6 separate regions of the Mus musculus genome follow, and all the other regions are linked to region 5. Evidence: chromatin contacts called from public Hi-C and HiChIP or PLAC-seq data. All regions are on one chromosome and are shown on one strand. The core of a region is the stretch at or near the end of the contact, and the rest is flanking DNA. Distances in the headings are between cores, read along the strand shown.

Region 1 (3,473 bases), core at 851-3,350, 760 kb after region 5:
AGTTTGTGCCATAAACTCAGGAAGGCAGCAGCATTTAGTGGGAGCCACATCTTCGTTGCCGATTTTAATAATGTCCTGTTTTCCTTAGTAACGCGTGTTACTTGTGGCCAGCCTGACAGTCACAGAAGTGGAAGGAGAAAAACAGAACTGCCCTGACTCTGCCCAAGGGTTCCTTCTTGCCTTGCACTGGGCTCCCCGCCTCCCCCCCACCCCCTACCCCGCCTTGTCACTTCCTAAGATCCTTTCATCTGTTGATCGTACGTCATGAGCAGATTTTGAGGGTCACTGTTTTTAAAAACCAGGGTTCTTCATGGCCCCAAGGAGAGAATGAGAGTACGTGACAGTTAGTTTTCTCCTGCCCACACTTGCTAGGATGGGTGCTACCAAGGATGCCATGAGGAGGTGCCCACCCTACAAGGAAGCTTCTAGAGAAGGTGGATTTACATGGGCCTGGGAGCTAGGTACCAAGAGGCTCAGTTTTGTAGTTTGACATAGGTTGCCTGTGGTTCACCCTGAAGCCAACTCAGCTGTGCCCAAGCTCTTTCTGTTAACTGCAAACATGACAATGCCTTCCTCCATTCACTTGGTCCAGATGTCAGTATCGAGTGCCTTCTGTATCTGTGTGCAAATGGTTAGGAAAGCCAAAAAAAAATAAAAAAGGCCTCAGGCCCCCACCTTCCCCTCCTGTCACCCGCTATGCCCCAGAAACCCAGCCAGGTCCCTCTTTGGAACCCTCACCAAGTCAGATCTGGAGGCCAGCTGGGCTGTGGGGGCAGCAGAGGTTCCAGGAGGAGCTATCTCCGGTCCCCTCCATCCGCCGACGTCCTTGGTGGCCCTGAGACAGCTTTATGGAGGACAGATTGAGGCTGTCTCCCTCCTGGCAGGTTTATTTCTTCATCTTTCAAACCCTGCTCTGATTTTTTCCACCTTGGCCTTCCCACCCCCACTGGCTGCCTGGCAAGCTTCCTCTCCCTCCCCGTCATCTGTCAGCCTGGCGAGGCAGAGGGCCACTGGCCTCCCAGGTGATTGACTTATGGGAGAGGCAGGCCAGGCTCTGCAGGAGTCCTTTTGGCTTCCTGCCTGGGAGAAGACTGGGGAGACTGGTAGGGTGGCCACTGTGAGCCATGAGGCCCCAGTGTGTCTCCACTCCATTTAGACAGCCCTGCCTGCTGGCCAGGCCACCCCTGCTCAGGCCTCAGTTTCCCTTCCGGAAGGAAAGGCATGCCCAGAGCTAGCAGAAGGCAAGATGGTCAGAGCAGCCGACTTCTGCCTCATTATGGAACACTTCCTAAACGATGCTGTCACTGAGCTGGAGATCAGAGATACATGGAGGAAGAAGAGAAGGGAGATACACATTTATAAAGAGCCTACTGCGTGCAGCTACCACCACCCCTGCCCCCAACAGCAACCTAAAGAGATAGTCATTGGTAGCAACAGGTCAGAATTATTTTGACAGGTCGGCAGGCTTTACTTATTTGCTGTTAGTTATTTTCTTTTCTTTCTTTTTTTTTAAAGATTTATTTATTTCATGTATGTAAGTATACCTTACTTACAAGTACACCGTCGTACACAAGTATAAGTAGTTACAAGTACACTTACAAGTACACCGTCGCTGCCTTCAGACACGCCAGAAGAAAGCATCAGATCCCATTACAGATGGTTGTGAGCTCCCATGTGGTTGCTGGGATTTGAACTCAGGACCTCTGGAAGAGCAGTCAGTACTCTTAACCTCTGAGCCATCTCTCCAGCCCAGTTATTTTTCTTAAAGACAGTCTTGTTATGCAAATCAATCTGGACTTGGAGGCAGTATGTAACCCAGGATAGCCTGCAGCTCTTAGCTGTCCTATTGTCTCAGTGTCTGAGTGCATGGATAACAGGTCTGTATGGCTTGCCAGCCTTGGCTGTGTGTTTGTAGAAGCAAGGGATTCCGGACCCCTGGGTCCTATAGATGGTTAGGCAATGAGGTAGAACTCAAAAAGAACTAGGGGAACTTGATTGTACCAAAGAGAGACCAGAGACACAAGCTAGAAGTAGAGCCCTGTTCTGCCCAGGTCCTGTATCCTACTCACTCTTTGTGGCATTGAGCCACTTCTGATCTGACTGTTGGCAAGAAGGACTTGCCATTCCAGCTGGCACTGCCCAGCCTGTGCTTGCCATGGTAGACTAAGAACTTGGTGGCTTCAAGGTTTATCTCTTTCTCACAAGCCCGTGTCTGACCCTCTGCTAGTCAGGCTCCACCTGCTGTCTCTTCCCCAGACAGGAAGGAGGGGCAAGAGGGAAACCCCCAACACACACACACACACATACACACACACACACACACACACACACACACACACACACACACACACACACACACACATCACCACCACCACCACGCTGCTCCTGCAGTCTAGCTCATGGGAATGAAAAACACATTGGCTTCATTATCCTCGGATTGAATGAGCAGGGTTGCTATGGCAACAGCCATCTCAGGCCAGCAAGGGGGCAGGGAAGGGGTTGGTGAGACCGAAGCAAGTGGGGACCGGGCAGCGGGTGAGCAGGCACATCGGGTGGGTAGGCCACGGGAACAATTGTCATTTCTACCACCCGCCTTCTTCTGAGGCCCCTGGCTTCCAATCAGCAATCTTGCATGAGGAGAGGCAGCAAGGATCATGAAAGCAGCAGCATCCTTCCCTAACTTGCCCCTCTTTCTTTCCTATTTATCCCTTTCATGGAAGGGTGCCAGGGTGGTGGCAGGCTCACACCCAGAGCCATTCACTGGGCCCACTTTCCAACAGAGACCAGCCCAGGAGCTCCACTAGCCTCCTGGATACATGACTGAAAGAAGTACCAGGGTACACTTGAGTTCCGGGGATAGGTTATGAAAATGCTCACACAGCTCCAAGTTTCTGTCCTGGGATGCTGGCTCTCCAGGTTAAGGCAGGTGATGGTGGCATTGTGGAGGCTTCTCAGGTGCAGCCCTGAACTAATCCATTTCCTGACTCTTACCCTGCCTGAGCCAAGCATCCTGACGCCCATAATGGGCTCTTCCCTACCTATGGCCTTGATTTACCTGCCCTTCTACCATGTCAACTTTAGTGAGAAACTGAGGCTTGCGACTCATCTAGGACCACTGCACATGTCCATGTGTTTGGGGGGAGGAGGCATGGGAGGTCAGGACAATACAGCCTGATAGGGAACATCATTTCTCCAAGCTAGGCACTTGGTAGCCATTGTGATTGGACAGAAGATCCCATGGTCTTGGGTCCAGTGCCAGCCTCCTCTAGGGCCTGTGACAGCTTTCTTACCAGTCCTGGTGGCAGGAGATAGAACCAACAGCAGCAAGTTGTGGGCTTTTGGGTGGCCTTTCCTGGTGGGGAAGAACCATTGTGAGTGATCTAGGCCTGAATTTTTTACTCTGAGCCCTAGTCAGGGATTGGGGTGGTGGGGATGGGACAGTTCTGTGGTTCCATCCACAAATGGTCATGTTA
Region 2 (3,241 bases), core at 487-2,986, 790 kb after region 5:
GTCTCGTGGCTGTGGATCGTGCCTGTGTGCATTGTGAGTGTCGAGTGCTATAAGTATCGTGCATGTGTGCATTGTGAGTGTGGAGTGCTATAAGTGTGTTCAAGGCCATCTCCCTGTGTATTCATGCCTGGTATTTCTGGCTGTGTGGGTATGTACATGGTCTGTGTGTGGCTGTATGTCATGCATGTGTACATTGTATTATGTGTGTATTTATGTACATATGTATGTAATGTGTATATGTATGTATATATGTGTGTTTGCATGATCATATATGTTCATGCCTGGTATGTCTGACTGTATGGGTATGTGTGTACAAGGTCTGCATCTCTGTGTGTGTGGCTGTATGTCATGCACATGCACATGTCTGTCTGTCTGTTTGCATACTCGTGTATGCTCATGCCTGGTATGTCTGACTGTTGAGTATGAACACATGTACCTGAGGAGTCCTGTGATGGTGGAGGGGTTTCAGTGCACAGAGACCTATAGGTGTTCACAGATGTGTGTGGGTTCTGGGGGTGGTGTATGACTGTTACGGAATGGCTGAGCAGTGTGTGCACGCGCAACTAGCTGCATCTATGGGCGCCTCTCCCACCCTTCTGCCTTCTGTCTCGCCTGTCAGGAGGCCAGGCTGGGGCCTGAGAAGGCCCTGCAATGAGATCATGTTGTGAGGGGAGATGCTTTGTCAAGAATGCTACCAAAGAGTTGGGCTGTGTGCGTGGTTGTGGCAGTGAGCAGGGTGGTGACGGTGAGCAGGCTCAGGCCTGGGGGCAGCACTGTATGGCACGAAAATGAGAGAGACAGAGACGGAATGCAGAGCTGAGCACAGCCCAGACACTACAGCAAGCCGCCCAGGCAGCCGCCTCCACGTGGGGCCCTCTGATGCCCAGCCCCCAACTCTTTGTTCTGCTGCAGCCTTTAGCCTCTGCGCGCACGGGAGCAGGAGCACGCATGCGCACATGCACTTGCATCCTCATCTTGAGGCTCCTGAGGGGCCGGCTGCACCCTCCCACACCCCCCACCCCTTCCTAGATAGAAGGTCACCTGCCCAGCCCCCAGCACCTGACACATCCCAGGCTCTCCTCCAAGGCTGTAGCAATGCCCATCAGCCCCCTCCACCACCGCATGCCAGCCCAGAGTAACTTGGCAGGCTGTACTGTAATGTCAGCCTCTTGGGCGCTCACTCAGTGGTTCAGCCTTCTGTTCAGCCTACATGGGAGCGAGAAACCAGGCAGTCGCCATGTCCGAGGGTCCCCAAGAGTTGCCTGCATGCCTCCGCTGGTGTCTATGCTTGAATAGATCTATGTAGCCTCAGCTGACCCTCTGAGCAGCCAGCACATGTTGAAATAGCAGAATAGAGAATGTCAGAGCCCAGAAGGTAAGCAGCCCAGGGACCAAAGGAAAGGAAGATGCGCCCCAAGCTATCCATAATGGGGCTGGGGCACAGGTGGGGGTGCCAGCTGCTTTTTTTTTTTTTTTTGTCTTCTTTTTTCTCCCTGGCATAGCCAATGCTTGGATGCTTGGGTGGTTTAAAGGGACTATTGGTAGAATAGGCACCCAGCTACTGTGGGAGGCATCAAGAATACCCAGGCCATCCTGACAGGCACCAGCAAGCTTTTGGAGAAGGGACCACAGGAGGCAGAGGAATGATTCAAGTGGGGACAGGCAGAGGGTGTTTGCCAATCTTAACACAGCCAGGCTGCCCAGAGCTGGCTGTGGACGTGGGACTGCTGTGTGGTTTTAGGACATGCCTGTTAGTTATGTGCACTTACTTGCTCTTCGTGGAGTAGCACCATCACGCAGATGTTCTGCATCCTTTGAATGGAAACCTTGGGTCTGCATCCCCAAGATGGGTAAAGTCTACTGGGTTCTCTGACCTCTGACCTCTGTTCTAAGCACACCTTCCAGTACAGCAGCCCAGGTCCCAGAACGGGAGTGGAAATAATGTCGCTTGCTGGCTTTAAGTCCCCAGATGCATGCCTGCTCTGTTTCCCTAATGAGTCATGTGCCTGTCAGATGTCAGCTGGTCTTAGTGGAGACACTGAGACATGCCTTGCCTCTCTCTGCCTGTGATCTGTGGAAGAGGCTCTTAAGAGATACTGGGTCTCACTCTAGAGCTCTCAGTTCAGGGATAGGGGCTGGAATGGGGCCTTCTACGGCACTAGTGTGGCAGCCCCGTAGTTAATTTGTCGTGGGGCTGGGATGGGACAAAGGCACCCAAAACCAGTCAGGTCATTTCAACTTCTACCAGCCAGGGCTCTTTACACCAGGGAAGGCCGGTCATATACCAGTGTCCCATTGCTGTGGAAACAAGATTTTTTTTTGCACTCACCGAGCTGCATGGTGACTCTGAGACACCTCCGTGGTGGACAGCACTTCTGGTCTCTCATAGTGTCGTGGCTGCTATCTCTACCTTCACCCTCCCCCATAGCCTTTCTCCACCCTCTCTGCCTCTGCCCACCCCAACAGAGCATTCAGCTGCCTTCCCTTCAGCATGGAGGACAAATAGCCCCATTCAGGGGCACCCGCCAGAGCTGTCTCTCTAAGACAAAGCTGTGTGCAGCTCCCCGTGAAAAACGGCTCTTGGCTGCCCAGCGAGCAGGCAGGATTGGTGGGTGCAGATTGCAGGGGATTTGTTAGTGGCTGCCAGTTCCCCCAGAGATAGCAGGAAGGCAAGGCCTTGTCCTTGAAACACCAGCCTGCCTGGCAGGCTGGGGCACCTTCTCAAGGCCAGGGACAGACTTCCTCCTGGACACCATCCCCACCCCCACCCCCATGTGAACTCTGCAGAGCTGGGCTGTGGGGGAGGGCTTGGCTTCCTTCCTTCTGCCGGGCCTTCGCCCCTCCCAGGCCAGATCCCATGGAAATGGCTCTGGATTTTACTGCCAGCCTGTGGGAACTGACTAACCATCAGATATGTGTTGTGGCCAAAACCTGTGTTCTCTGTGCCATGGGAGAGGTCACTGGGGCTCTGTTGTTAGCACACCCATTTACAGAGGAGGAAATCGAGGCTCTGAGAGGGACAGACAGACTCCAGCCCTATAGTTCTCAGTGCTAGTGACAGAATTTGCTTGAAAGCGAGTCCAGTTTGGGCCCCAGGAAGCTATCCCTCCTCCTGAGTGACCCAGGAAGACTGGGGCAATGACCCTGGTTCCCCCAACTCCCATCTCGCTGAGGGCTGTGCCATGGGCTCCTGTAACCTTGCTCTGCTCTTCAACAAAGAGGACCAGTGGGAGGAAACTTG
Region 3 (3,314 bases), core at 280-2,779, 580 kb after region 5:
CTGGGCTTCCTAATTCCTGGGCTTTGTGTATATGCATGGAAAATCGGGGCAGGAACCTAAGATGAGCATCCTCATGGCAGCCAGAGAATGGTGGTAGGTAGTGGGGGAGGAAGCGGATGGGGGCTGCTTTGCCCAAGCCACCCTGCTGCTTCTCGGAAGCAGGCAATGCCAAGCAGGCAGATGGCCGGCAGGTCCCCTCAGAGCCCTGGGACCCAGATGGTCATCCCAGCATTAGGTAAGGCATCACAGCAGCAGCGAGAGAGAATGTACTGCCAGCCAAAGCCACCAAAGCCCCCATTCTAGCCAGGGGCCTCACTGTCTTCCCTCCTGAAGCCTAGCTATTGCTGTGTCTGGGAGGCCCATGGGACATCAGAGATGCTGAAATTTGGAAGCTACAGTTCAGAGTGGCCACATTCAGGAGGCCATAGCCCAGAACAGTCATGTCCTCCCAAGAAAAGCCTCTGCCATTTCTGTTGCTGATCTGTCAGCAGACCAAAAAAAACCTGTCCTCTCCTCAGTCTTACAACCAGGCTGTGAATCCAAGTCAGCTCCAGACCTCTGCATCTCCCTTGGGGTTGCGTGGGCTCAGGAAAAGCACTAATAATAGACTCTAATACTCCTTAAGGGCCTGCCAGAGACAGCTAGGAGTTCTCAGAGCTTCATGGGTAAAAACCAATCCCTGTAATGTGTAAAAAAAACAACCCTGAGAGGCAAGTCTGTTGAGGTCTCCACTTTACAGATGAGGAAATGGAGACCCGGAGAAGATGTAAAGATCCTAAGTCATACACCAGGAAATGAGGAAGCCAGAAGTCAGCCTGGCAGCCTGGCTCTGGAGCCAGTGTCCTCAGAAATATCATCTGTCTAAAGCCACTGTGAGTCCCATACTGCACTACGTCAGGGAGCTGAGACATATCACCTCGGGCTCAGGCGTGACGTGTCAAGAAGTGAACTGCCCATCACAGACACACAGCTGCCTTGGTGGAAATGTTTAAGCAGTGGGTAAGGACAAGCCTAGGTCACCTCTGCATCAGACAGAATAGACAAATGTCCCTGAGGCCAGGCCTTAAAGTCTTGGAGGAAGTGTGGGGACCTTAGGGAAACATGAATACTGACACAAGTTCATTCAATCACATGCTTATGAACATGTGCTCACATGCACATGTGTGAGCTTGTACATATGTGTCCCTGGACACAGTAGCTATTCTGGTGAACAAAGGATATTACTAAGTCCCTGCAAGTGTGGAAGCCCCTGGCTACAGAAGTATGTTCCCCCTTAACAAGTGCCTAGAGGACACTCCCTTCCCCCTTCTCAGCCTCACTTTCCCCACTGTTTGAGGAAGGGGTTGTCTGAGGTCATCTCCAAGGTCTTGGGCTTCTTGCCGCCTGGCCAGTCACCTGCAACTCTCTGTCCCCAGAGCTGGCAGGAGCTGTGACTCAGAAGCAAGAAGCAGCATAGGAGCTGCCCACTGCCCCCTTCCCCCAACACACACACAAAGGGCATCTTGTTACCACAGCCTGCCAGCAGGCAAGGGAGGGCTGGGAGGTAAGGGACCAGGATGCCTGTGTCAGCAGGACTGGGGGTAGGGCTCAGTTAGAGGCTCTGCCAGGGCCATCGGCTGGCTGGCCAAGGATCCCCAGCAGTGGGCAAGGCCTTGGGCAGGCAGGCAGCCCTGAAGAGCAGTCTCAGGAAATGGCCGGCCCCCAGGCTTCTGTATGCAACCGTGTTTGTCAAGCTCCTTTTTAGTATCATTATTTTTCATTTGGATTCTAAATGAACCTTGTGCACCCAGCAGCAGCCTCAGGCCTGGAATTTCCCAGCTGTGTGGGCTGAAACCACAGCCCCTGCTCAGAGCTTACCAGATGTGAGCACAGTCACTCTTCCAATCTGCAAAATGGGAGTGCTGAGTGGAGAAGATGCTTAAATCACACTCTCCAGTGGGGCAGACACCACCTCCCAGAGGAGCCCCAACACTGGTCAGGACACCCTGGTACCTTTCTTGTTGCTACTGGCTCTGTCACTTCCTTGCTTTGGATCCTAAGGCAAAGCACTTATCCCTTCTTACCTCCGTTCTCTAGCCAGTAAAATGGGGATGGCTGAAAGGCAGCAGAAACTAAATAGAAGATTCTTTCTGGGCATTACCTGGCATCATATTCTGACACTGAACAAAGGACAAGCTGGAAGACACTCAGATTGTCCGTGCTAGTAAATAAATCAGTCTGCAGTTCTGTTCCCATAAGCGTATGAATGGTGTGCATACATATGTACATGCGTGCATAAGTGGACAGGCAGGAATTCTCCCAGGCCAGTACTTGAGCATTGAGGCCATTATGTGAACAGTACGGGGTCCAAAGCAAAGGCTCTTTGAGGCCCTTGACCTCCTTAGGACAACTGGACTCTTGTGGCTGGTTTGTGATATCCAGCTAGCCACATCCTTGCAGAGCAAACTGGTGGCTGCAGACGCTGCATCCTCCGAGCACTGGGTGGAGCTAGTGGCCAGCTGCCCCCTAAAGCATGCATTACAGTCCCAAGGAGCAATACATGCTCATAAACACCCCCTAGAGTTGCACTCCCAACATTTTCCATAAACTTCTATGCATGGGCATCTCCTCGGATCAGTATCTGTAGGTCTCTTACACCCCAGAGAAAGGATTCTGCATTCTGTCAGGAACATCTAACTGACAGGCTTTCAAAAACTAATGTGTAATGGGTACTGGTTAGTCTACCAGATCCTCCAAATGCTACCGAGCTCCCAATGTTCTTTGTCCCACTTGATGCATGAAAGTGAGGCCCAAACAGGCGAAGGTAAGTCAGGCCCGTGGGATCAGAAAATGAAAAGGGTAGGCACAGATTGAGCCAGGGGAGGGGGTGGGTATGAAGGACCATAACCCAGAAACCTAGACAGAACACAGCCTTAGTTGTGGGCTTGGAGATAGCTATGAACGGTCGGCAGGCGAGAAAACAAGCCTGCATGCGTAAAGACTCTCTTCTACCATCCTCTACTCCTGGGGAAGATCTTAAGACTTCTTGGCAAACAGTGTTTCCTTTTGGGCAGTGCCCAGGTAGAGCATAGGCCTCAGGCACAGATTACCTGGTCTCTTCCTCCCCTGGTTGCATCAGTGACTGAGTGTGGGAGGCTCTTTGCAGGAAAACAGACCCACCCAGGCTGAGCAGAGCTTCCTGACACAACAGCCACTGCATCCCTAAAGGAGGAAGATCAGTGGACCCAAGGGCCACATCACATAGGAAAGACTGCATTGTACTGGGTTACCACTGCACAGGAGGCAGTTCAAATTCACCACCTATTTAGCAAATC
Region 4 (3,308 bases), core at 218-2,717, 910 kb after region 5:
TCCCCGTGATTGCCATGTGCGTGTGCCTTGGACATTGGCAATGCTGACCAGTTAGTCAGGGAAGGCTCCTGACTCTTTTCCTTGATCAGTGGGGATAGCAGTTGCTATTTAATGTTGTCTTCCTCCTTGCAATAATTTAACATAGAATTCAAGATCTCATCGAAACAAAGCTGTGACACTCATGGCACTGTCCGTGTGTGACCTGTGTTGCTGTGACACTCACGGCACTGTCCATGTGTGACCTGAGTTGGCACAAGCCACAGACACCCCCAACCCCCCCACCTCCCAGCCTGGCTTCTGAGACATCACTCAGGGCTCTTGTGAAAGTCCCAGCGTCAATGCCTTCCCTCCTGGTCACTGTGAATCCTGCTGGCTGCTGCTGTGATTTTTGAAAGCCTGTGAAATAGAAGCAGCAGGACCTGGGAACAGACCTGTGAGCCCGGTCTTTCTGCTCAATGTGAATTCCCGTGGTGAAAACTTACAGACACTGCCTGACCTCATGCTGTTCTCAAGAGGGAAGTGTCTTCTGGCAGGCTTTGCTTTTTCTGTATGTTGAATAAATCCAATCTATCAATAATATATATGTAAAAGATTTCTGGGACAGTCCTGTGTGTTCATCTCAAATGTGATAAATAAATCCTATTTTCTATAAAATGGCTGTCTCTGGTTTTGGAATGAAATTTACATCTTTGGGGCTCATTTGTTTTTGTGACAGGGTCTTGCTGTGTGGTCCAGGGTCTTGCTGTATAGCCTTTGGCTAGCTTCAAACACTCTTGACCTTCCTCAATGCTGTTGGGATTACAGGCATGGAACATTGACTCCAGCTGGGGCCAGTCTTGGAGTTACTATGTGTTAGGTTCTATGCTTTGAACTGTTTTTTGTTTGTTTTGTTGTTTTATGATGCTAGGGCCTTTGTGCACACAAGCCACGTCCTCAGCCTTATTGTAAGGAAATCCGTGTAGAACATTCTGTGTCCTAACCCCAAGTACTAGCTCAGAAGCCACTGAGAACATCCTTGCTACCATCTGTCCTGTAGGATGGTCCAGACAGTCCCCACCGTGAGCACTACCTCTAGGTGAAGTCCCAGCTATGCTTAGTGATTGAGCTTCAGTTTCTCTCAGCTACATAATGTGTACATGACATCTAGGTCTGGAATTGGGTGTGACCCATGTGAGGTGCATGGTCTTGGGCCAGATGTATCATCACAGCAATCTCTGGGTAGTGACTTACAAGAGGGTGACATTTCCCGTGTGTCAGAGATCCTTAGGAAAGGGGGCTGAGATCACCAAAGGTTAGAGGTGGGTTTCCCTTTTCTCATGCTGGGTCACTGAAATGTGGAATTCTTCATTGCTGAATTCTCAGGGAAGACAGGACTGGGGCAAGCACATGACTAAGAGTTTCCTTAGGTGGGTAGGGACATAGCATAGCTCATGGAGAAGGGATGTGGGCTCTGGCTGCGGTGAGTATTGCATTCATGCCATATAGAATTCCTGAATCAGGTGATGTCAGGTTAGAGGTAGGCGTGGTCATTCTGACATCATAGAGGTTATGCTGAGTCTTCAGAGTCTTGGAGTTTCCATGAAGTCAGAGCTCAGCTCCTTGGGTTGAGAGTTTGGTTGGAGTAGTAGTTAAAGCCATTTTGGGAGCAGCCAGCATCCTCAGAACAGCTGGCTGTGATGGTGTGGACCCTGAGCAGGCATTCTGTGCCTGTGTCCACGAGCCTCTGCAGTCCTTTATACAGTGGGGCTGCCGAGGGACTTCATTTGAGACGCAGATCTCGCCTACTAATAACTGATAATGTCTCATGCAGCACAACAGCTTACAGGTGAGAAGATGAGGCTACAGGCTGGCTTGTGATTAATCTAGACAATATGTCAAGCAGTTGGCAAAGGACAGACCTCTTGAGCTCTTGGTGGTACAGAAAGTACACACGGGCTTCTTAGGATCATTACCTAAAATCTTGAGGTCACACAGGTACTTTACCACTGACCTGTGACCCCAAACCCTCCCCTTTTTGTTTAGTTGTAGGCTAGGTCTACATTGTCCACGGTGGCCTTGAAGTTACTCTATGGCCCAGGCCAACTTAAAACTTGTGACTCTTTTTGCCTTGGTCCTTTGAATAGCTTTGATTATAGGCTTATCCCCAGCCACTTTAAAAGTATTTTAGGAACATTATTTATTTACTCACTTTAAAATTTGTGTATTTCTGGTACAGGTCAAAGATGTGTTGTTGTTGTTTTTGGAGTTGCCTGCTGACCTGGGGTACTCCAGGCACCCAGGACAAGTCAAAGGGAAAGCCATCCCTCCTTGAGCTGTGACCTGCCTCCTGTCAATTTCAGAGGGGTCCAGAGTTAGAAGTGGGAGGGCTTGTGTTTCCTGAGGATGTGTGTGTTCTGTCTCCATCCAGTGGAATCTAGGGGTACAGCAAGCATGTAAGAATTTTTCTGAAAACCACTCCCTAAAGGCAGAGGCAAGGTCATCCTCTGCAGCTCTCAGAGGCCCAAGCCAGGTTTTGGGGTTTTGTTTGTTTGTTTGTTTGTTTGTTTGCTTTGTTTTTTCCAGACAGGGTTTCTCTGTATAGCCCTGGCTGTCCTGGAGCTCACTTTGTAGACCAGGCTGGTTTTTATGTGAAGCATCTTTTAAAGTAACACAGGAAATCCTGGCTTGTTGCTTGCCAGTAAGTCCTCAGTACCTAATGTGTGCATACATACATCGGTAGCCCTCAGTACCTAATGTGTGCATACATACATCGGTAGCCCTCAGTACCTAATGTGTGCATACATACATCGGTAGCCCTCAGTACCTAATGTGTGCATACATACATTGGTAGCCCTCAGTACCTAATGTGTGCATACATACATCGGTAGCCCTCAGTACCTAACGTGTGCACCAAGTGTTGAACCTGTATATGCTTTCTAGATGGCATAAGATGTGATACCTTATGCTTTCAAAAACCAAAACATCAAATTTCTGAGATGCTTGGTAGCTTTTCAGAATGATTTCACTGAGATAAAAATTTACATATAGTAAAATTCACACATTTTAATTGCACCATCAATAAAATTTTGAAAACCACATCCACTGATTAATGAGCATCAGTGAAGACACAAAACCTCGCCAGTGTTTCAGAACCTTCCCTACACGTCTTTCTAGGCAGCCACTAGGTTCTAGTACCACACGATGACTTTTGCCTTTCCTAGGACTTCATGTGGAAATGAGATTGGAAACTTTTTTTTTTTGGCCCTGGCATCTCTAGCATAGTGTGTGTGAGACTCTTAACATTTCTCAACCTGTGGAGCCCAGCTACC
Region 5 (3,447 bases), core at 649-3,148:
ACAGTTCTAGGTTACAGTCCATGATTTGCAGGAACTCAAGTTGATCATATCACAGTCAAGAGCAGAGCAGAGACAGACAGACAGACAGACAGACAGACAGGCAGGCAGACAGACAATGCATCCTTGCATGCTTGCTGCTTGTGCCCATGCACCTCACCTCACTCTCACATACTTCAATGCCCAGCCTAAGGAGTGGTAGCACCCACATTCAGGTGGATCTTCCTACTTCCTGTAACAATCAACCCCCTCCCCAAACCCCATCCAAATATATCTATGGGCCAACCTGACCTATATTATTTTCCATTAAGATTCTCCTCCCAGGTGACTCTAGGTTGTGACACGTTGACATCTGAAGCTAACTACCACAGTGCTTCAGACACAAGGGCAGAGTCAGTTGGATGGCAGCTGAGGAAGCTATGCCAGCTGACGTCATCTCTTAGGTCCCATCTAAGCCCTCTGCATCTTTGAACATCTGGACATTCAGCCATTCTTTTAGGTCCAAGGTCAATTTGGTGATAGAGAAAGTGAGCAGGTCTTGATGCAGCAAACATAACCAGATCCTGCATCTCCTCCTTCTGTGGTCCACTCCAAAGAGGTTGGTGAAGACATGCACTCGTCTGGCCTCCATAAGGATCAATCAGAACTAGGACTGGTAGAGATGGCTGAGGATGTAATGGGCTAATAGTGCCTGTATCACTTCAAAGAGACACCTAGAGCCAATGGAGCACAGTGGAAGGAGGACAGGGAGCAGAAAGCCCTCTCATCTCCCCACTAAGTATTTTCAGAAGAGTGTCTAGGACATAGTGGGGCCTTGGGCCTGGTTACTAGTTGTTGGGTTGAGTTTACTGGTTGGCAATGTAGACCTATGTCTCCAGCTTTTGTGACCTTCTCTTTGTAGTTCTGAGAACTACATTTCCAAGGATCTTTGAATGAATTTTATAATATTTCAACAGGAGGCAATGGTGTAAGATTCAGAAGTGGAAAGGAAGCAGAAGCCATATCATTGTCCTCCTGCTAGAATGGGCAGATGGGTGGGACTAGGTAGATAGGATACTTTAAAGACACTAGAAGAGATGCTTGTAGTCCCCACAGCAGTGTCTGCTGGTCCTGCAACATCTTCCTTTTTGTACAGAACCTTTACACTTGATGTACCAGCACTGTTCATTTGTCTGTCTGTCCCCGGTGTTCTGTATCAGTTAGAAACCACCCTCCTACTTAGGTGTTGAAAGTGACAGTTATATACTTAACCCACCACACTGTGGATTGGACTGGAGCCTGGGCTGGGCTCCGCAGATTGCTTCGCTGGTCTTGGTGGAGCGCACTCACGCATCTGTATCTGTTTACAAGGTGACCCATCTGCTGATTGGTTGGATGGTCTCTCATTGCATAGCAGTAACTGAGCTTAGCCATGGGTTCATGCAGTGCACTGTGCAGGGTTCCAGGAGGGTTGGTGGGGAAATGTCAGGTCTCTTGAGGCTTCAGCTTATTAATAGTATGACATCTGTCATATTTTCTTAAGCAAGCTAAGTCACATGACCTACCCTCATCTAAACTCCCATCGTGTTAGGTACAGAACGGAGGGAAATCATGGCCAGTGTTACAATTTACCCACTTCTTATATTAAATCCTTTCCTGCTTGAAAGAGCTGGGTGGCTCCTGTTTTTCTGACAGGTACAGTATCAATGTACATCCAGACAGCAATCAGAGAGAGGAGGCAGCCCCCACCCCCTTCCCTCACTGTGATTTTGTTTTGTTTCAGTTACTTGTTGACTAACCATGTCCTGGAATTATTAAATGGAAAATTCCAGGCATAAATGTTTCAAATTGTGTGCTACTCTGAGTAGCATGAAGTAATCCTGCCATTGTGCTCAGTTCTGCCTGGGATGTGATTGGTTCCTTTGTCCCGCGTATCCACACTGTGTATACTACCCTCCCACTAGTCATAACCATCTCAGTGGTCACGTCAGCTGTTGCAGTAGTGCAGATGTGTGTACAAGAAGCGTGCGATGAGATGCCTTTGAAGAGGGAGAAGGACATATTAATGCCACCTTTGTTACATCATGTTAAACTGCTGCATTTTATCATTAGTTAATATTGTTAATCTCTCCCTGACTGGGCCTCACTTCATAGAGTCCCTTGCTTTTCTCTCCAAAGTGGATGAAGTTAAACTCATTGCGAACAGAGTAATGGTTGCAAAAGATGTTTGAATGAGTTCATGGCCATAGCCTGTGTTTGTGTAAAACCTCCCACCCAGGGGGCTGATGGAGCAGGGCCAAGGGGCAGGGATCTCCTGATGGGAAAGAAACTGGAAAGATGTTTGTCAGTGTTTCTCTATCCGCCCGAGTTCCCTGGAACATTTGGGGACGTACAGTTGCCAGCCAAACCTTCCATTTGAGGCCTCTGTGTTGGACTCACCCCAGAGTTTGGGAAAGGCCTAGAATTGCGAGAGCCAAGACAAACTGGAGGGCTGGCATTTCCTTTGCACTCCTCCCATCTGCCCTCTTGGCTCTGGGTGTGGTGAGGCCCTGTGGATCCTGGCTTGCATCCTCCCAGGCCTCATGGGCACAGTCTCTTGCAGGACCACTCCCCAGCTCCTCGTTACACCCCAACTCAAGCTGGCCGTGAGTCACAGGGATAATGAGCCCGTAAATAAATTCCTCCTGCATCAGCTCATAGGGCTGGAGGTTAGGCTGGGGATGTGGCCAGGGCAGGCACAGAGATGCAAATATCCCCTCTCTTCTCTCTAGGGCACACATGCAGAGGGTGCTGAAAGCATCAGAGATCCCTAGACTCCTCCATTGGCATCTCACACAGGGGGCAGAGAACCTGGATCCACACTTCTGTAGCCTGGTCTGTTTTCAGAGCCCAGCTCTGGGGGAGGTTGGCGTCTGGCATCCAGGCTCTGCGTATGCAGTAGGGTGTAACCAGGCAGGGTGGGGCAGGAGCTTCTGAGAATCAGGGGCTGGCTTCAGGATGGCTGGACTCTGCGACTAGACTACAAGGGAAGAGGCTGTAGACCACCACCAGAGGCTGGGGACCTGCTAATGCACATCAAAGGGCAGAAGCATGAGGTGGGGCCAGGGCTTGATTGGTAATCTTTTGAGACCCTGTCACAGCGCCTTTTGTCTCTGAACTGTGTGGAAGACAACCATTCTGCTTTGGTGTCTGGCTATGTTTGTTTATCCTTAGGTCCTTCCAGCAGCCTTTCTAAAACATGCTTGGAATAAAACCATGGAAGAGTTCCCTACATCAGTAACAACACCAGTACCGTTTCACATCATTCCCCCCAGTATCTGCTGTGCTCCATGCCCCCTGCCTTTTACTTCGATCTGAAAACCCTTTGTAACAGGATTGACCGAGCTGTATCACAGTGACATCGGAGCCCTTGGTCTCAGTGGCTTGTGACTTTCTGTGTGTGTTTTTCCTTCACGCAGCACTCGATGTGGG
Region 6 (3,282 bases), core at 67-2,566, 680 kb after region 5:
TGTTCTTCACTCTGTACCTGGCTTGGTGGTGGTGGTGGTTGTTGTTGTTTACTTCTGGAGCCCCAGTCTTCCAACCCTTTTCATTGTCTGCTGACAGCTATGTGCAGTTGGCTGGCAGTGCATCTGCTAGTGTGCTAGTGCAGGCTTCGCCCTGCACAAATGCTGCTTACGTGGTAGCTCCCTGCTGATGATAAATTTATTAAATAACATCCTGGAGAACAATGGTAAAGTATCTATGGGGAGGGAAGACTTTATTCTAAACTTGCATAAGGTCACCTTAAGACTCAGGCTAGGGTTGTTATCACCTGGCTGAGCTGCCTGCAACTTGGAGTCACCTTGATGCCACCCTATGCCTGCGACCATGAGATTGGGTTTCTGTCCTAGGCACTTGTCTTGTGGTATAACACCTGGACTCGACCTTCTGATGCCCAAAGCCCTCTAGACTCCATTCTTGCCCTGTCTCCCCTTGGCCACCAGAATGGATCTAAATAGAAGACACCTGAGCCATGGACACCTGCCCCCTTTGCTCACTAATCCTGTGGGCCTTTCCACAGCAAGGCCTGGCCTTTAGGCTGCCTGTTATCAGGCCCCAGCCATGATTTCACTTGTACAGACTTTGTGCATTCTGTCTCCCCTGCTCTGTATGCCTGGGGAACTCCTAAGCACCCTGCAAAGCCTGCCTCAAGCCACAGCCTGCCCTAGCCCAACAGCAGAGTCAAGTGTATAGGCCGCCCTTGCCCGATTCCTCAGGCACTGCTTGCCGACTTCTGTGGGATCCTTTGTCATCAGGATGGCCGCCACTCTCAGCCCTGACTCGCCAACACCCTGCACTGCGGCTGGCAGCTAGCAAGCATTCCAGAACGCTCTCTACACAGTGAATAATAAGTGACGCCACCTTTGACACAGTGCTGGTGGGTTTGTGGTTTGGATGCACATCCTCGTATTCAGAAGGAGTGAACCACCTCAGTGTGGTTCATTCCCAGATTGCAGCTGGGCCCATAAGCCTGGCCCAGCCCCTCTGTGCTTTCTTGACCTTCTTCACCTTCCCAGTTGGAGCAGAGAGCCTGGCCTGGCTCTCAGAGCATCTTCAGGGCAAGGCAAAATGTGCAAAATGGTCGGGTCTGTAGACACCTGTACTTCAGTTACTCCTCTGCCTTGCTGACTGCCCTGGTTTTGCTGGCTTGGAGAACTCTCTCAGTTTTGGAAGCCTGGCCAGGCTGAAGGGCCTCTTGGGCAAGACCCTGGGCAGATCTGGGGCCTGAACCACATAGGCAGCCTACACACCAGGCAAGTCTATGGCAAATGGCCCTGGCTTGCCAGCTCTGGGGAGGGTAGAGGGAGGGCCACCTTCTGCTGGGTAAACATGGTGTCCAGGCCTGCCCAGGCACGTCCCTGGCTCTTTCGGTTAAAGACACAGGACAGCATTTCATTTCACCAAGGCTGGAGTTGCTGGGTGGCAATGAGAAATGACAGGTAGGGACACGAGGAAGACTCTAAGCCTTGCTGGACTCTTAACCAGATCAGGCTGCAGGAGGATGTTAGGGGGCCAGGCTCTGACTGTAGTCCCTCCCCACGGTGCCATCTTTTCTCTGCTAGCTGCTCCTGAGCCCTCAGGGGTGGGTGGGCTTTGAGCTACTCCTGGGTTAAGCCAGGTCTGACTGGAGCCACCTCTGCATTCCTACTGCAGACACATTCCAGTCCACGCTTACCCAAGGTGGCTCTTTGTTCTCTGGGACACCCACTGGACTCCAGGCAGTCTTCTGGGCTTGTTCCTGGAACATCAGCCTCTGCAATGGGTGATCCCATCCATCTCCTGGACTTGGAGTGGTGCTCAGCACCATGTCTCTGGATCTTTTTCTTGACATTAGGCCTTCTGCTAACAGTGTGTGTATGGGGTTGGGGGGAGGGGTGTGCCAGAAGACAACTTTTAGGAGTCAGTTCTTTCTTTCCATTTGGCGTGTCAGTACCTGTTGATCATCTCTTTGGCTCGACTCTTTGTTTTGATCCATCTGTTGGTGTGCCTGAGTAACATTCTGGGCATAGTGACCAGCATTGCCCGAATGGAGAGCCCTGAGTGTTGCCTGGACTGTTTGCCCTCGGGAGATGGAAGGGTTGCTGCCTCTTGGGAGCGCTTCTGTAGTTCATAGCAGAGGCAGAACTGTCCCAGGTCCTCTGTTCTCATCCACTGGAGCTGAGTGGTCCTGCTCTATAGCCCTGACCTTTGTGTGAACAGTTTCCAAGACGGCTGTGGAGACAGAGAGCAGGGCTGACACTCCAGCTCACTTACCTTCCCACGATAGACCTGCTGGGTCTTGCTTTCTCCTGTCTTCTACAGTGTAGAGCTAATGTGGCATGCTTGGCTTATGGCAGGGTTAGCAGGGGAGCCTCCCGGAGCCTCCTGGGAGTCCTGAAAGCTGGGCCGTTCCATGGAATCACTCTGTTAGATACTGTAGGAAGCAGGTAGAAATTGGAAGTCCTGGGTCCTGGTGGACACGGAGAGGTTTGTGCTGTGTGTGCCAGCATGCTCAGGTGCACCAGCAAAATTCCTTTGTCAGTTCATCATAGACTTCGGCTTGGGAGGCTAGGAACTCACTATCTGGAGGGCAGGCACCCAACTCTGACCCCCAGCTGCATCTGGGACTGAGGACCAGTTCCTGCCCTGGTCTCTGTCCCACTCCTCACTGACAAGGCCACCACTCTTTCACGTCCTCTTGACCATCTGGGCCCTCCCAAGCTCCTGGGTTTCTGGAGGGAGGGGACAGGTTGCAAAGATCCGGGAAGAGCTGGAGTGTAATTTTATTTCTGTGGTTTTCCTTTCAAGCTGTCACGGTAAATCTATTTTGCTTGTCACTTTGTAAGTCATTATGCAGAATTAAACCTTTTACTAGCTTTTAAGGCTTCTGAAGCCACGGACGGCCCACTCAGCCCCTGTGCTGCCTTCATCTTCCTCCCGCCTGCCTGAGGAACCTCTAAAGCTCGAGGCAAGCCCTGCTGCTGATTTCTTCAGGCCTGCTCATTAGATTGCATATGGAACCCAGGCCGGAGTGTGCCATTGCTCAGTTAGCTACCTGGTCTCATGAATGGGAAAACACAGTGGGGATTAGAGGCTCACACTCACTTCCTTGAACACCTGTGGAGTGGTGGGGCAGTAGACTGGAGAGCCAGAAAGCATGGGATGCTGAGATGGAGGAGGTTGTCCCTGGCAACCAGTGAGTGACATAAGTGCTCCAGACTTATGGGTATTCTACTTTAGATCAGCAGAGATGCTACTATCCCCTCCTG

What was found. A called contact is a pair of places that touch in the nucleus more often than the background predicts. HiChIP or PLAC-seq counts read pairs in DNA pulled down with a chosen protein or histone mark.
Region 1: a contact with region 5 is called in a Hi-C map of cerebellum, with 1.8 times the contacts expected there. The contact joins two enhancer-like sites. A contact is called at or near these places in 1 of 39 promoter capture datasets (liver), 1 of 15 datasets of contacts at CTCF or cohesin (the NIH/3T3 cell line), 3 of 484 Hi-C or Micro-C datasets (beige adipocytes, cerebellum and ventricular fibroblasts) and 2 of 115 datasets of contacts at active chromatin or transcription factors (embryonic basal ganglia and fibro-adipogenic progenitors).
Region 2: a contact with region 5 is called in an H3K27ac HiChIP or PLAC-seq map of the NIH/3T3 cell line, with 12 times the contacts expected there. The contact joins the promoter of 4931406H21Rik here to the enhancer-like site in region 5. A contact is called at or near these places in 2 of 484 Hi-C or Micro-C datasets (the STO cell line and neural progenitor cells), 4 of 115 datasets of contacts at active chromatin or transcription factors (the NIH/3T3 cell line, differentiating embryonic stem cells, embryonic basal ganglia and 1 more) and 1 of 9 other capture datasets (embryonic trunk).
Region 3: a contact with region 5 is called in a Hi-C map of cerebellum, with 2.2 times the contacts expected there. The contact joins two enhancer-like sites. A contact is called at or near these places in 8 of 484 Hi-C or Micro-C datasets (the NIH/3T3 cell line, cerebellar granule neurons, cerebellum and 3 more) and 9 of 115 datasets of contacts at active chromatin or transcription factors (bone marrow-derived macrophages, differentiating embryonic stem cells, embryonic midbrain and 6 more).
Region 4: a contact with region 5 is called in an H3K27ac HiChIP or PLAC-seq map of the NIH/3T3 cell line, with 10 times the contacts expected there. The contact joins the promoter of Ppifos here to the enhancer-like site in region 5. A contact is called at or near these places in 7 of 39 promoter capture datasets (the 3T3-L1 cell line, 3T3-L1-derived adipocytes, the C10 cell line and 4 more), 1 of 15 datasets of contacts at CTCF or cohesin (large pre-B cells), 1 of 484 Hi-C or Micro-C datasets (cortical neurons) and 6 of 115 datasets of contacts at active chromatin or transcription factors (the NIH/3T3 cell line, double positive thymocytes, embryonic hindbrain and 3 more).
Region 6: an H3K27ac HiChIP or PLAC-seq map of embryonic fibroblasts shows a contact between it and region 5, with 5 times the contacts expected there. The contact joins two enhancer-like sites. A contact is called at or near these places in 1 of 39 promoter capture datasets (hippocampal neurons), 10 of 484 Hi-C or Micro-C datasets (B cells, brain, embryonic fibroblasts and 4 more) and 9 of 115 datasets of contacts at active chromatin or transcription factors (craniofacial prominence, embryonic basal ganglia, embryonic fibroblasts and 6 more).

Annotation. Positions count from the first base shown.
Region 1 is chr14:25,547,936-25,551,408 of GRCm38.p6, forward strand. All of the region lies in intron 3 of Zmiz1 (zinc finger, MIZ-type containing 1), which reads left to right. Among named protein-coding and RNA genes, the nearest start is that of Mir3075, 15 kb to the left of the region's middle. Within about 2 kb of position 2,101, at least 61 of the 459 cell types and tissues checked have an H3K27ac peak or open chromatin away from gene starts, as enhancers often do. A contact at or near this core is called in cerebellum, where this site is marked.
Region 2 is chr14:25,585,068-25,588,308 of GRCm38.p6, forward strand. 4931406H21Rik (RIKEN cDNA 4931406H21 gene) reads left to right here and starts at 1,737. Exons shown (of 1, transcript NR_033492.1): 1 at 1,737-3,241. The region is part of intron 6 of Zmiz1 (zinc finger, MIZ-type containing 1); the gene reads left to right. Gm32497 (a long non-coding RNA gene) reads right to left here. Exons shown (of 4, transcript XR_003951081.1): 4 at 1-3,241. RefSeq lists an enhancer at 95-3,241.
Region 3 is chr14:25,370,287-25,373,600 of GRCm38.p6, forward strand. The region is part of intron 1 of Zmiz1os1 (a long non-coding RNA gene); the gene reads right to left. Among named protein-coding and RNA genes, the nearest start is that of Gm41113, 7.3 kb to the right of the region's middle. Within about 2 kb of position 1,530, at least 161 of the 459 cell types and tissues checked have an H3K27ac peak or open chromatin away from gene starts, as enhancers often do. A contact at or near this core is called in the NIH/3T3 cell line, cerebellar granule neurons, cerebellum and 2 more, where this site is marked.
Region 4 is chr14:25,699,815-25,703,122 of GRCm38.p6, forward strand. It overlaps Ppifos (peptidylprolyl isomerase F, opposite strand), which reads right to left and starts at 1,468. Exons shown (of 3, transcript NR_028021.1): 1 at 1,231-1,468. Ppif (peptidylprolyl isomerase F (cyclophilin F)) reads left to right here. Exons shown (of 6, transcript NM_134084.1): 6 at 1-654.
Region 5 is chr14:24,791,198-24,794,644 of GRCm38.p6, forward strand. All of the region lies in intron 3 of Gm31838 (a long non-coding RNA gene), which reads left to right. Among named protein-coding and RNA genes, the nearest start is that of Gm31838, 12 kb to the left of the region's middle. Within about 2 kb of position 1,899, at least 104 of the 459 cell types and tissues checked have an H3K27ac peak or open chromatin away from gene starts, as enhancers often do. A contact at or near this core is called in 3T3-L1-derived adipocytes, the NIH/3T3 cell line, the STO cell line and 6 more, where this site is marked.
Region 6 is chr14:25,475,370-25,478,651 of GRCm38.p6, forward strand. All of the region lies in intron 1 of Zmiz1 (zinc finger, MIZ-type containing 1), which reads left to right. Among named protein-coding and RNA genes, the nearest start is that of Zmiz1, 18 kb to the left of the region's middle. Within about 2 kb of position 1,317, at least 109 of the 459 cell types and tissues checked have an H3K27ac peak or open chromatin away from gene starts, as enhancers often do. A contact at or near this core is called in embryonic fibroblasts, where this site is marked.